Linked DNA regions of Arachis hypogaea: region 2 is linked to region 1. A link is a contact called in public Hi-C data. All regions are on one chromosome and are shown on one strand. The core of a region is the stretch at or near the end of the contact, and the rest is flanking DNA. Distances in the headings are between cores, read along the strand shown. Region 1 holds the start of LOC112720823 (ADP-ribosylation factor-like protein 2). Region 2 holds the start of LOC112720825 (L-lactate dehydrogenase A).

Region 1 (7,063 bases), core at 1,915-4,414:
TCTCTTTATTTATAGTCACTAACTTCCCCTAACTAACCACCCAACCACATTACCCCAAATGCAAACCAAGACAAAATTCAATGCATGGAAAGGTTAAAGATGATTTGAAATTAGTTCTCAGACAGATTTCAGTGCAGACAATGTTTGGGCATAGAAATTTAACTACAAAAGAGAGCATTTGAGAGAATAAATACAAGTTAAACTATATAAATTTGGTGAGGGAGGCTATAAAAAAGTTAAGGAACTGATGTAGTGATTGCTTAGAGATGACAAAATTAAGTTTACCTTGGCTATCTCTTCAGGCATAAGGGCACCTTTAATGTCCTGTTTATTTGCTAGTATCAATAAGGATGCTCCAGATAGCCTCTATCACAAGGGAAAAAAAAAAGGTATTAAGAACATTAGTAATAATTGAGAAATATAGGAAGTTAAGGGAGAAACAGTTATGAATTGAGCACCTAAGTTAGTAACAATAAGAAAAGAGATACCGCTTTGGTTAAGTACAATAGATACCACTTGGATTGAACAGAAAACAGACCTCTTCCTTTAGGAGGTTATCGAGCTCCATTTTGCAATCATCCAACCTTCTTAGATCTGAACTGTCAACTACCCAAACCAAACCATCCGTTTGCTCGAAGTAGTTTCTCCAATAAGATCGTATTGTTTTCTGTCCCCCGACATCCCATATATTTAGGGTGTACCTGCCATTTCAATGTGTTTACACGCCTTAGCATTTAGTTAATTATTGTACGATATGAAGCAAACAAAGGCCAAAAACAAAAAGAACGAGCATGTTGTGTATCGAAAAAGTGAAAATTACAAGAAAATACTCCCAAATAAATTCTAAAAGGAAATCTTTCACGCACTTAGAATAAATCTCAGCCAACACCCGAGCTAGAAATGGATTCAACAAAATTTTGGGATCTCAATAACAAATATGGAAACAGGACTGCCATCAACTAAGTCATAACTCATAACGCTAAATCGCAGTTCAAGTAAATATAAGTTTTAGTTATGCAACTGTGTTCACAATCAGTACTTTCATGATTGAAACTCACACCTACTTTTTTAAGTGTGATCCATGTATGTCAACCAGAATGTCTAATCATTAAGTTTGACAATCACCTCTTTATTCTGTGTATGACCATGAGAAGGAAGGAAATGGGAATGTTGGAGTGACATATCCTTTAAACACAGCAGCACTCAAATCTAGAAAAGATTAATATCATCTAAGTATGTTTTGATCATACCATCAAACTTTGATGGTTGTTTGGAAATGTCATCACTATTCCAGAACCGTACATGAGATTTTAGTTTCACCACTATCAAACTAACTACATTTCCCAATTGCAGTTTTAGCTGAGATATTTCACTCATCAGTGACAAATTTCAAAAAAAAAAAAAAAAAAAAATCAAAGTCTTTCCCTTTAAACAAAAGAGTAATGCTACCAAGGGGTCACAACCCATATCTACCCCTAAATAGTGACTATAGTAATATAAACTCATCCTCATATTTTTCTCTCCTAAGAAAAATAGTACAAGATAGCTAACAATAGTAGGGACTGTGATGTTTTGTGAAGTGAAATGAGAAGAAGATTCCTCACTTTTGGTAGGTGATGGTTTTGATGTTGAAGCCAAGAGTAGGACTAATGACGCTAGTATCCTCCCCGTTAATCTTCAAAACGATTGTTGTCTTCCCAGAATTGTCCAATCCCCTGTATAGTATGTAGCAAACAAAGGGCAAGAAGGTAATTAGGAAAAAATAATTCAAGAAAGTAGATAACAAAAACGAGAGAGGGTTTTGAGAGAGAGATCGGAAGTGGAAAGAAACTCACACCATAAGAATTCGCATTTCCTTCTCTTTTCTTTTGATCTTACGAATGATGCTGAGAAGACCCATCGAGAAGAGAAAAGCTCGAAATGCTGGTGGTGGGGCCGAAACGAAGGCCGGAGAGGTTAGGTGAATGTGTCACCGACGCGGCCGGCGGCTCCGCCGATGAGGAAAAGGGATGGTAGCCGTAGCGCAGGAACCTGGAGACGACAATGAGGCCGAGGTGGAGGTTCTCGGGTAACTAGCAACGCTGCAGGCGGAGGATGACGGGGATGTTTTCCAGGAACTTGTGGTGGCCGGCTGGGGCACCCGAAGCGAGATGAGGAAAACTGCAAGTGAAAGAGCTAATATGTTATGGTGAAGGGTTCTGGGGTGGTGAAAGAATATCAAGGATATTACGTAAACAAATTGAAAGCTTGCTGAAAATGGCATTACCAAAACTACAGTGTCGAGTCTGCAATCTCCCAATCTAAAAACATGAGAAAGTACCTATAAAAGTTCCCATTACAATTGTTACCAAATAAAAACCAAAAAATAAAAACACATTTTGTTGTTTCACCAATATATCATCTCAAATAGGTTGTGCAATTGATACAGTTGGGAACCAAAATTGAGTTCCAAGGGAAAAAATGGATCAAAAAATGCAACTTACCCATTTTTAGTCCTAAGCTTTCCAGTATTTCCTATCAGTCACAAACCCAAAAAATATCAACCATTTGACAAGGAATTCATAGTTTATTAATAGTTTTCTGTTAGCTCTATGTTGGGCCTGGTAACAAGATAAATTCACAGCCTAGATATTCTGAACACATGAAAATGCATGGATTGTGTAGATCATATGACCAATATGATTTCTTTCTTGATTTTTTGTAAAGTGGGTCTCTATCATCTCTTTCTCCATTTTCTTTTCTCTTTATCTTAATAAAATTCTTCTCATGAAAAAGAAATAGATAAAAATGAAAATCTCTAAATGGATGAGCAATGAGCAGTGATAGAGTCATCAATCCTCAATTTAATTAACAGGATTAACAAGATTTTCAATTTAAGCAAGAAGTAATGAACAATGAGCACACAGAGTCATCAATCATCATCAAGCAGGGACAGAGCAAAAGCTAATCAACCAAGAACGAGGCTGAGCACTGAGCAGAGCAACCATTACCTTCGGTGAGGGCAGTGAGTAGAGTATGAGGAAGAGCAGTTGAACGCGACGAACGACGGCGACCTGGCGATGACCGCGACGACGGACGAAGAGCGGCCGAACAGGACCCCTGGACGAGAACGCTGGCGACTGGTGAATAAGGAGAGGGATTGGAGACTTGGAGCACGACAACCAGGCGAAGAAGGAAGTTCCTGAGCGCGACGACAACCCCGGACGGCGGCAGAACCGTTGAAGCTAGGGTTTTGGTTTGGGGATTTTTTGAACTTTGCTTCTGATTCATTCACGAATGAGGGGGTGTTGGGGGAAGGGGTGACGCGTTGGGGAGTTGGGTTTTCTTTTTTTTGTGTAAAAGAATTTAATTAATTTTTTTTTTATAAAAGGATGAAATTCTATAGTAGAATTTTTTTTCAAAACTCTTGTAATTTGTAGAAATACTTTTATTCTAGTTAATTAATTTAGTTTTTCTAACACCTAATCCCTCTAGCTAGGTGGCTCTGTAGCAAACTACCACAAGAACAAGAATGGAAGCCCTGGCGGAGCTGGAACGAGTTCAAACCCAGCTCCTGAAACGCATATCGGAGTTAGAAAAACAAAACCAAAACCACTCCACTCCATCAACTGATTCTCCCATCGTTGACGAAGCTGACACCGTTACTCGTCTTTCCTCCATTTTGCGCTCTAACGCCGTTAACGACTTTTCCTTCAAGAGGGTCCCACCTGATTACTACGACTGGTCTCTTGAAGCTCGACGCGATGCCCTCGCTGCTCACTCCATCCAACATCTCTGCAAAAGCATCGTTTTGGTATTCACTATCCTCATTCTCTTCAAACTATAAAATCATTTTATAATTTAATTCATTAGCTGAAATCGTGAAATCTTGTTATCGTGCTCACTGGTCAGGTTAACACGCAAGCGCCCGCTAATGTCGTTGATTGTAGCGATCGCAAAAACTCCAAGTATTATGTTGTTGTGGTTCAGGTGGCCTGTAATTATTTGTTAAATTTTGGGAATGAACTCGTTGCTGTTAGGTGTTAATTTGTCTTTAATTATGCGTCTGTGTATTGCTTTGTTTTGTTTTGTTTTGCAGTACACAGCGCGGTTCAATGCCGAGGCTGTCAAGAATTTTCTGTATTCGCTCAACAATGGAAGCATAGCGAAGAAGAAATTCAACAGTAAGTTATTTTGTTTTTGCATTTTACATCATTCTATTTATGTGCGTAGTGTCTGTGAAGGGGAGCCTTAGTACAACGGTTGAGATGTCACATGTTTAAGCTGGGAAAACAGGTAATTATCTATTAGGCTGCCTACATTATTTCTTTTGGATTCGGCCCTTCTCCAAACCCACATTAATGCGGGATGCCAGTGCACTTGAAAGTGCCTCACCTTTTCCGCTGATTGTTTGGTTATCTTGAGATTAGCACAAGAATGTTTGAATGAAATTTGTAGAATGCGGTGGCATTGGAAGGAAAAAACCAGTGTGTTAGTTATATCAGTTGCAAGTTGTTTAACATTATAGTATTATACCATACTTGTTTATTTTCCAGTCCTTTCTATATTTTGAAATTTGGAAGTTTTATTTATTGTATGCAGTGAGGCTGGCTCCTGAGCAGACATCAACAGACTTAACTGGATATGGGCACAATGCAGTGACTTGTATTGGCATGAAAACTGACATTCCGGTAAGACTTGTCCTGTGGATTAATATAGGAATCTTATGATATGTGCTGACAACAAAATATCTGCAAGTAGTTAACAAGAATATAACTTCTTAAACAAGCTATTTAAGACAAGTAGGGCTATATGACCAACAAAGTTTATCATTTTTTGCTAACACTTGGCCAGCTCTAAATACTAAGCATTAAATTCTAAACCCTAGATCCTAAATGCTAATAGTATAAAGGTAAAGTATTGGCCCAGTGTGTTGGCTAATATTGATAAAATGTTTTTGTTCCCTAACATTTCTCATTTATGGCTCATCACTTTTGTGATTAAGTTGATTTGCCTTGCACTTGGATTAATAATTGGTGTAGACAAGGATTGCTTAGCAACAGAATATGAACAGTGGATGGAATAATTATTCCATCTTTTTTATTTTTAATTTTCTTTTATTTAACTTTGTTTATACAGATTAGTACTTAATCCCCATTCCTTGTTCAAGCTGATGATGTGATCTAGCTGATTACATGTGGCATTTACGAAGTCCCCCCCCCCCCCCCCCCCTCTCTCTCTTTTTCTCTCATTTTGGTTGTTGTGTCTTTTTGATGCCTTGGATTAGCAATAAGGCGTATAACCCTTTTTCTAATTATCTGTTGCAACAATAGGTCACAGCCTCTTTTACTTTGCTGTAACATATTAATAGTGTCCCTGCCATATGATCTGTGGTCTCATGAACATCTGTATAAACAACTGAATCTTACCAATCTTTCTTCTGTCCTGCTGTTTCTGGTTCAAAGCTCTAAATTATGCCTGTCTCTCTGTCTAAAATCCAGGTCTGGGTTGACATCAGAAGTTATGTATTTTTTAGGATGTGTCAACAGTTGACCATTTTATGGAACTATGAACTGTCTTCGAGATTGAGTGTTGTCGATCTTTTGCTTGTGCAAATAGCCGCTTAAACATGCAACTTGTTGTCAAGGACATGTTTTCTTGTTTCAAACTTTAATGATGGAGGTGTAATTTTATAAATTGAATGGAATTTAAGACCATAGGTTTGCTCCTTGGACAATGGTCAAATTTGAGACATTCCTTAACATTAATCTGATCGTTTAATCATTTCAAGGACCCGAGGCCCATTATTTAATTTAAAACATATCTTCTGTGCGCACTATTTCTAGTCACAATTCATTCTCTTTTCCAGTTAGATAGCACAATGCATTATGTGTAGGAATTACCCTTCAGTTTGTTCCCTTGTTTGATATTATGGTCTCATTTCAGGTGATTTTGGATGAAGCTATCGTAAAACTGACCCCAGATTTCTTCTGGTTGGGTGGTGGTGAGGTTGATCTTAAGCTTGGAATAAGGACCTCTCAGTTAATCAGATTTGTCAACCCCTTCATTGTCAACTGTAGCGGCAGTTGATTTTGTTACACAAAGAAGTCAGCATAACTAACAGCGCTTGGAGCTTCACTATTTTCAGCTTCCCACTGCATATGAAGTTATGTAGTCTGCATAATATCCTTGTGCTTTATGGAGATACGACTGCAGTCAGCATCATGGCTTCGTATTTTAATTTTCTTGAAGGTTATTAACATCATTAGAGACCCAAAAAAAAATGGTGAGTTGATCCTTTACTTTTTGTATTTATTGTTGAATGAATTTATAACAAGTTTAACACAGGAGGTGATGATGCCTGAGTTTAGAGCAGACCCAGAGCAAGCATCAATTCGTAACAATTCGTAGTAGGATGATTGATCTTTCAGATTCTCACAGAATGCATGATGTATCCACCTGAAAATAGATGAATTAGTTATTATGATGATTATGAATTTGATGTCAACTGAGAGTTGTCGTATTTCTGTTTACAGGACATTCTGTAACCGGATAATGTTAGACAGATCTCTCTCTCTCTCTCTCTCTCTCTCTCTCTCTCATAGGCCCATGGTAAGGTAGAGATTTTTTTCTTCTTTTTTTTTTCCCTTTTTGGTTCAAGTGGACAAAAGAAAACAAGCAAAAATAATCAAATTGAGAATTAACTCAATATAAAAGAGGGAAAAGATGTGTAGTTATTGGAGATAATACTCAATTTGGTCCCTGAACTTGCATGTAAGTCTCAATTTAGTTTCTAAAGTTTCAATTGCTTTTATTTAGTCCCCAAATTTTATGAACATAACTCATGTTAGTCCTTGAAACAATTTTCAACGTATAAACGCTAACGGAACACTGTCGTGAACAGCTGGATGCCACACTAAACTTTGTAAAATGATGTCGTTTTAGTTTTGGCACTTAAATAACCCAAAAACATCATAAATGGTGTTTACTAAAATTTTTCCTAACAAAATAAGTGATACGATGCCGTTTTTGAGTTATTTAAATTTCAAAACCAAAATTATATCATTTTACAAGTTTTAATGTG
Region 2 (7,063 bases), core at 1,851-4,350, 210 kb before region 1:
GCTGAATTGAGTATCAAAGAACAATAATAATTTTTTGCAGAATTTAAATGAATTTGAAGTAAAATGCATAAATGGATTTGTATTAGTATTTTTCTAAGAACTTAAGTCAATTCTCAAGTACTTATAATGAGGATTTACTTTTCACACCACTTATTATTAAAATGCAAATAACTATGAATATAAAAAGATATTAAGTTGAGAGAGAAATTGCAAACGACGATATATTTTAGTTCGGCGTAACTTTTTTTTGGAAAGCTAAAAAAATATATATTGATACTTAAATTTTATTATATTTTTGCTTTCACTAACACTGTAAAATTTTTTGGGTCCGTCACTGTGCAAGCCCACGGAAGGGAGAAAAAAGAAATAGAAAATAGGGGCCGGAAGGAGGAGAGAAAAGAAATAGAAAATAGGGGCAGAGGAAATGTTGATATAAATGGAGAAGAAATGGCTATGTAGTTTAGGAGGTCAGTGTTAGTGCTATTTGTGACAAATTGATAAAACCTAACTATAGGGATGAATGTTCATAGCAAATTTCAAGGATGACGTATAACTTTGCTACTTTAATGTATTACTTGTGAGTAATTTTTTGTGACTAAATCTCTTTTTTTTTTTCAGGTAGTGAATTACAACAATTGAAAATTTAATTGACTGGCTAAATATATAACAAAATACATATCACTAGATCTACCATGCTAGACTTAAAATGTAACAACAAAAAGGACCGAAATAACATGTATCAATTAACATAAACGCCGGACCACAAGGGTCAAAATTAACATGTAACAACTTAGGCTAATCTGCAAATCAAAATAAAACAAAGTTAAAGTACAAAATAAGTTAACTAATAAACCACAGGGCATTCAAGGAGGAGAGATCTTTCTAGAAGGATGAACACAAATTTAAAGATCTAACTGAGTCTGCACCTCAAGTATGGTCTTGGCAGAGTCCCTGAGCCTTTGTAACTCCTCTTCATTCAAGTGCACATTGGTCACACCCAACACTCCTCCGCGACCAAGCTGTGCTGGCAAGCTGAGGAACACTTCGTTGCTAATGCCGTAGAAGCCTTTTGCCAAAACAGAGACAGGGTGGATCTTCCTTTGGTCCCGGAGAATAGAGCGCGCCAAGCTAGCAACAGAGTAGCCAATGGCCCAAGAAGTGTAGCCTTTGAGGCTGATAACTTCATAGGCGCTGTCTATCACTGCTTTGTGTATGTTCTCTAATGTTTCCTTCTCGTATGCTATCTGCTGTTTCTCCAAAAAGCTCAGAACTGGAACACCACCAATGCTGATGCTAGACCACAGAGCCACCGAGCTATCCCCATGTTCCCCCACTATGTAAGCCTGAAATGCAATAACCGTATACAAACTTTACATTCTCTAGTATTCAGTTATTCAAATTAGTATCTACAAAATCATATTACAATTTCATTTTGTAAACTGTATATAACAAGCATTTCTATGTATGTTAAACATATCTAACAACTTGGCTTGAAATTAAACTAAAGATTCCGTGAATGATCAGTTGATCAGATACATCAAGCCAAACTTTGAGTATCATTACTAAAATGTTGAGTGACCTTTTTAAAGAAGACTTCAAATGCCATTCTTAATTTGAACCAAATTAACAGTTTTAATTTGTAATTTTTTTAAAATAGAAAGAAATTGAGTGAAATATTTTCTACTGAAATGTTTTGAAAATTTAAAATTTTTAATCTTTCAATACAAATTCTATGCGTTGATACCTTAATGGGCATAGTTAGATAAATCTATATAAAGTATGTGTCTGTTACGGCAGTAAAACATTTTAACAAAAATATTCAAAAGATAATACAAAATCAGTTTAAAGTTACTTTATTTTGAATTTTTTAATTATTATTTTATTTTATTTTATATTTTTTAATTATCATTGAAATAATTGAATAATATTAAATATAATAAATGAAATCACCAAAAAAAAAATATAATAAATTTATAATTATAACTATTATATACATAAAAATATAAATATTAAATTAAATAAAATAAATTTAAATTGTTGTCTTTCAAGTATTAGCAGTTATCTAACTCGCCAAGAACATTCATTTAATTATCTACATGTTTTTTTTTTTTCCTATTTTTAGTTTTTTAACACTAAATGAAGCAGTAGTCGGCAACAGATCCAAAACAAGAAGAGAAATAAGAGACATACGTATCCCAAGATTTGCGGGATACAGTAATGTAGACATACAATAATTAATAAAAAATTTAAAAATACAAAAAGGAAAATGAGAGTGACCTGCACGTCCTGAGCGTTGACGTCGAGATGATCCGCGATGAGGAACCTGAACCTTGAGGAGTCCAAGTTCGTACCCGACCCGATAACCCGGTTCGATGGAAAACCGGAGAGCTTCCACGCCAAGTAAGTCAGAACGTCCACGGGGTTCGAAACGATGAGCAGCACCGTCTGCGGTGAGTACCGCGCAAGCGGTGGCACAATGCTCTTGAACAGCGCGAGGTTCCTCTGGAGCAGGTTCAGCCTTGACTCGCCAGCGTTCTGGCGTGCACCTGCGGTGATTATGCAGAGGTCGGAGCCGGCGGTGACGGCGTAGTCCACGGAGGCGTAGATCTTTGTGCGGGGAAGGAAGGCGGCGGCGTGCTGGAGGTCGAGCATCTCGCCGCGGAGCTTGTCGGCCTTGTTGTCGATGAGGACGAGCTCGTCGGTGAGATCTTGAGTGAGGATGGTCTGAGCAATGGCCATCCCGACGTTGCCGACGCCGATGACTGAGATCTTGGTTTGGCGCTTGGTTGGCGAGGGTGGTGCGGCGTTTGTTATGGGCCTGAAGAAGGCCTGGGTTAGGTCGAGCCCACCTGGGCCCAGTGTGGAACCTGAGGGACTCTTATGCATTGTGTTGTGTCTTGTTGTGGTAGTGAATTGTCGTGGTTTGGGGTTTATTGTAGAAGGAGAGGGGACTACGGAAGTTTTTATACTGTAAAATAAGAGTCATGCCTTATAGTGGTACTAATATGGTGGTATGTATTAAATTTAAAATAGGTTGAGATTCTAATTGTATTAATTATATTATTGAAATTGATAAAAATGAAAAACGTATTATATTAATTTTTAATAATGTGATGAGTCATTTAATAAAAAAAATTAAGAGATTAACATCATATATTTTTATTAATTTAAAAAATATAATTAGTGCTCTTAAATTCTAGAAAATTATTTTGATGTTGATAATTAAATTAATCTTTGTAAAATGAGATATTTTCTAAATTTATTTCTAAAAGATTTTATTAATTAAATTGATCTTTTAAAAATTATGAATTAATCATATTTATTTTTTAGTTATTTTATTTATAATCTATGTCAATAATTGATGATGTAAAATGTTAATTAATAGTATACATGATACATAATATATTTAATTGAACGCTGACCAAATATGTTTATAAAATCTATCAATTTAGTCAATATATATTGAAAATAGAATTTTCGTAATTAGAAAAAAGACTAAATTAATAAATTTTTATAAATATATTTGGTCAATATCAAATTAAATATGTCAGATATTATATATGTTATTGATTAATACTTTACAACATCATTTTTTAAAAGAAATTATTTATAGAATGGCTAGAAGATAAATATGATTAAATTTAAATCTTTGATAAATTAATTTGATTAAGAATATCTTTTAGAAATGAATTCAAAAAATACTTTATCTTTCAATTTTGTATAGCATATAACCAATATAAAAATTATTTTAAGATTTAATTCATTTAATTTAATTTTTATAGTATGTATAAAAACTTTTCATATTAACAATAATGAAAATTAAATTATGAGAAATAATATTTATTTTTATAATAGAAAATATAATTTTACTTTAACTATATTTTTAAATATTATCAAAGGTTTCATTAATGTTATAATTGCAGCAAGTAAAATTCAGAATTTGGCGTTATGGTCTTATGGATATTTGAAAGTCAATGCATTTCTGTGGATGGAAGGAGAAAAAGGAAAGAATGGTACAAAACTTTTCAGTGGAGACACTTGGGATTTTCAACGGTCAACCTTCTAGTTCTCTTCTCTAGAAGGGAAACACCAAACTGTAGCCAACATTCCTTATTTGAACCTTCAAATTGGTTTGATTTAGAAAAAAAAAAAACATAATAAATAGAAATAGAAAATTAAGGTTTAAAAATAAGTTTGATTTGACCATTGGATTTGAAAATGAAACCGTCTAAATGACGCGTTTTTTAGGATTTTTTTTTTCTTAAATAAAATAAAAAATTATTTAATTCTCCAAACAAAATTTTTGAGTTTTACTTTTTGGATGACAATTTTTTTTTTTTTTGTAATTAAGACAAATTCGTCACACTCCCGACGAACTTTATATAAATTAGGGAGTTCGCTACACCTCCAGCGAACTCTACGATTTATATAGAATTCGCCACCTCTTCCGACGAACTCTAGGTTAGATGTCTAAAATAAAAGCATGCAGCAGAGTAGAGAACCACAATTTTATTGTCGACTTTCATTATCATTGTTAACATTTTTTCTCTATAATGTCAAAAAATTCGTTGTTATCTATTCATTACGATAGTGAAATAGTGTATGATGAAGAAGGTTCTATCGTTTTTAAATCGGGATAACTGATAATTACTTATATGACACTGGAAGTCAACAGTTTAACAGCATTGAAAAATTTGATATTGCATTCCGTCGGATAGCAATAGGCAAAAAAGGTGAAGAAAATTTACTACAGATATCCGACAGAAGTAGATGGCAGTTTGTTTTATAAAAGGTATATTACAGTTGTCTTGTCTCTGTTGCTAGTATATGTATTAGACCATGGTGAGAAATATTTCTGTTGTTTTGAATTAGGTATCGTTTACGTGACGACGAGGACGTACGACTTATAAGGTCGTGGCACAACCGATGGACAAATGTTCATCTGCTGGAATTGTTCATATTCCTTGTTGAGTTGGATGGCTGAGTATCATCTGCAGATACTGTCGATGATAGTCCGTTGAGTGGAGTTGTTAGGCGAACTATCAGAAAGACAATGGTGGACCTAAATATGCCACCTGAAGGTAATCAAGAGAGGTCTAATGTTAAAGTTCGTAATATTGACTTAATGGATGACGGTGTTGAAAGTCACGAGGGTTCTGCTATCAGGGATCCGATAATGTGTCAGTATGAAGTTAGCCCCGATGACGGAGACGATTTTGATGAAGAACCACCCGAAATTCCTAACAACGGTGACGAGGAAGAAGAGATGAACTGCAATGATGACACACAAATCGCTCTAACACAACCTGCCATTTCTCGACCATATGACCGGCTGGATCATTTCACGAGGTTGAATCTCGATGCAATGACTTTCGATTGGTCGTTTACCCAGGGAGGCCCCGAAGAGGATTCAAGCAACGAGTTCGAGGTTGGACAACAATTTAAGAACAAGGAAGAAGTCATGTTAGCAGTTAAGTAGTACAACACCAGGAGGGCTGCAGAGTACAAAATAGTATAGAGTAACCAGTTGAGGTATAATGTACAATGTATCAAGTTCGTGCCCGGTTGTAATTTGAGCATACTCATCATATCGCCGAAAGCAAGAAAAGTGGGAGGTTAGAAGATACACTGGTCATCATACTTGCATGCAAACATCGATGCGGTAAGACCATCATAGGTTGGATTCGAAGGTGATTGCACAACACATTTTCACGATGGTCAAAGCCGATCCAACAATCAGCATCAGGGTTCTGCAAGGAGGTGTGGAGAAACACTTTGGTTACAAGGCGTCCTACAGAAAGGTTTGACTTGCAAAACAGAGAGTCATTGCTATAATTTATGGCGATTGGGAGGAGTCTAATAACTGCTGATCCAATTTGTACATCTGATCCTCATAGCCTAATAACTGCTACCCCATCTAACCACACTCAAGTAAAATAAAATCACATATACTGAACTCAGTTCCTTCTATGTTAACTAAATTATTAAAAAATATATTTAACTTTATAATTGTCTACCTTAGTTCTTAATCAGTTTATAAACCTACTAACTTAAATTTTAGCAAACTACATGATATCGTCAACTAAAACCCTAAAAAACCATAATTAATAACTAATTGAACCCTAAATTTTACTAATCATGTTTCTTTCTAATCTAACTTAACCTGATTAATTATTCCACTAATTTCCTTATAATTCACAACTTAAACTAATTATTCTGACTAAACTAACTAACAATTAACTAACAACTTATACTAATTAACATGTTATAACCAATAAACAGTAACTATACTTGAAAACAATAACATAAAAATTCTAACAAACATGTAAACAGTTAACAGTAAGTCTAACTAACATGTAAACAGTAAATCGGTAACTCTGACTAACATGCAACCTCTAACTAGTAACTTTATCTAACATGTAAACAGTAACTCCAATTAAGCTAAAAAAAAAATAACTCTAACTAACATATTATTTACTGATCTGAAACTGAGAATGTCGTTGATAATGAACTTCACGGACGTCAAAAAGACAGAAAGGACGAACAATGTAAATTTGGAGGAGAGATTGGAAAAGAAAGGGACAAATGAAAATGGCCCCACCAGCATTATGTAGTGTGCCAAACTCATCATAGAGTTCGTCGGGAGTGCGGCAAACTTGCCTTAATTACAAAAAAAAAAATAGAATTTAAAAATATAAAATTCAAAAATCTTGTTTCAGGAATTATTTATTTTTTATTTTATATTAGAAAAAAATCCCGCTTTTTATTTTTTGTATTAGAGCCCAGTTGGGATTTTTATTAATGTGGATGTTTAGTAATTTTTTTTATAAATACCATAAATACGAGGATTAGATTTGATTTTTTTATTTAAAATTTTTTAAATATACAAATATGAGGATTAAATTTGTGCTTTAATATTAAAATTTTTTTGAAACATACAAATCAGATCCTTTGATTTATTTGACATTGAAAAAGATTTTATTTCATCATAAATCAGAAGGTCCAATTTTTATATTATAAAAATCTGATCCTCAATTTTGAGAAATATGAGGGTTTGATTTAT

The links. A called contact is a pair of places that touch in the nucleus more often than the background predicts.
Region 2: a Hi-C map of leaf shows a contact between it and region 1, with 2.1 times the contacts expected there. The contact joins the promoter of LOC112720825 here to the promoter of LOC112720823 in region 1. A contact is called at or near these places in 3 of 8 Hi-C or Micro-C datasets (leaf and an unstated tissue).

The regions. Positions count from the first base shown.
Region 1 is chr11:48,329,572-48,336,634 of arahy.Tifrunner.gnm2.J5K5, reverse strand. It overlaps LOC112720823 (ADP-ribosylation factor-like protein 2), which reads right to left and starts at 3,164. Exons shown (of 7, transcript XM_025771916.3): 1 at 2,991-3,164; 2 at 2,267-2,320; 3 at 1,836-2,160; 4 at 1,605-1,715; 5 at 539-701; 6 at 286-366. The coding sequence starts at 1,900. LOC112720822 reads left to right here and starts at 3,481. Exons shown (of 5, transcript XM_025771915.2): 1 at 3,481-3,793; 2 at 3,892-3,969; 3 at 4,079-4,163; 4 at 4,582-4,670; 5 at 5,926-6,544. The coding sequence starts at 3,512. The coding sequence ends at 6,069.
Region 2 is chr11:48,535,005-48,542,067 of arahy.Tifrunner.gnm2.J5K5, reverse strand. LOC112720825 (L-lactate dehydrogenase A) reads right to left here and starts at 3,100. Exons shown (of 2, transcript XM_025771921.3): 1 at 2,278-3,100; 2 at 722-1,343. The coding sequence starts at 2,886. The coding sequence ends at 903.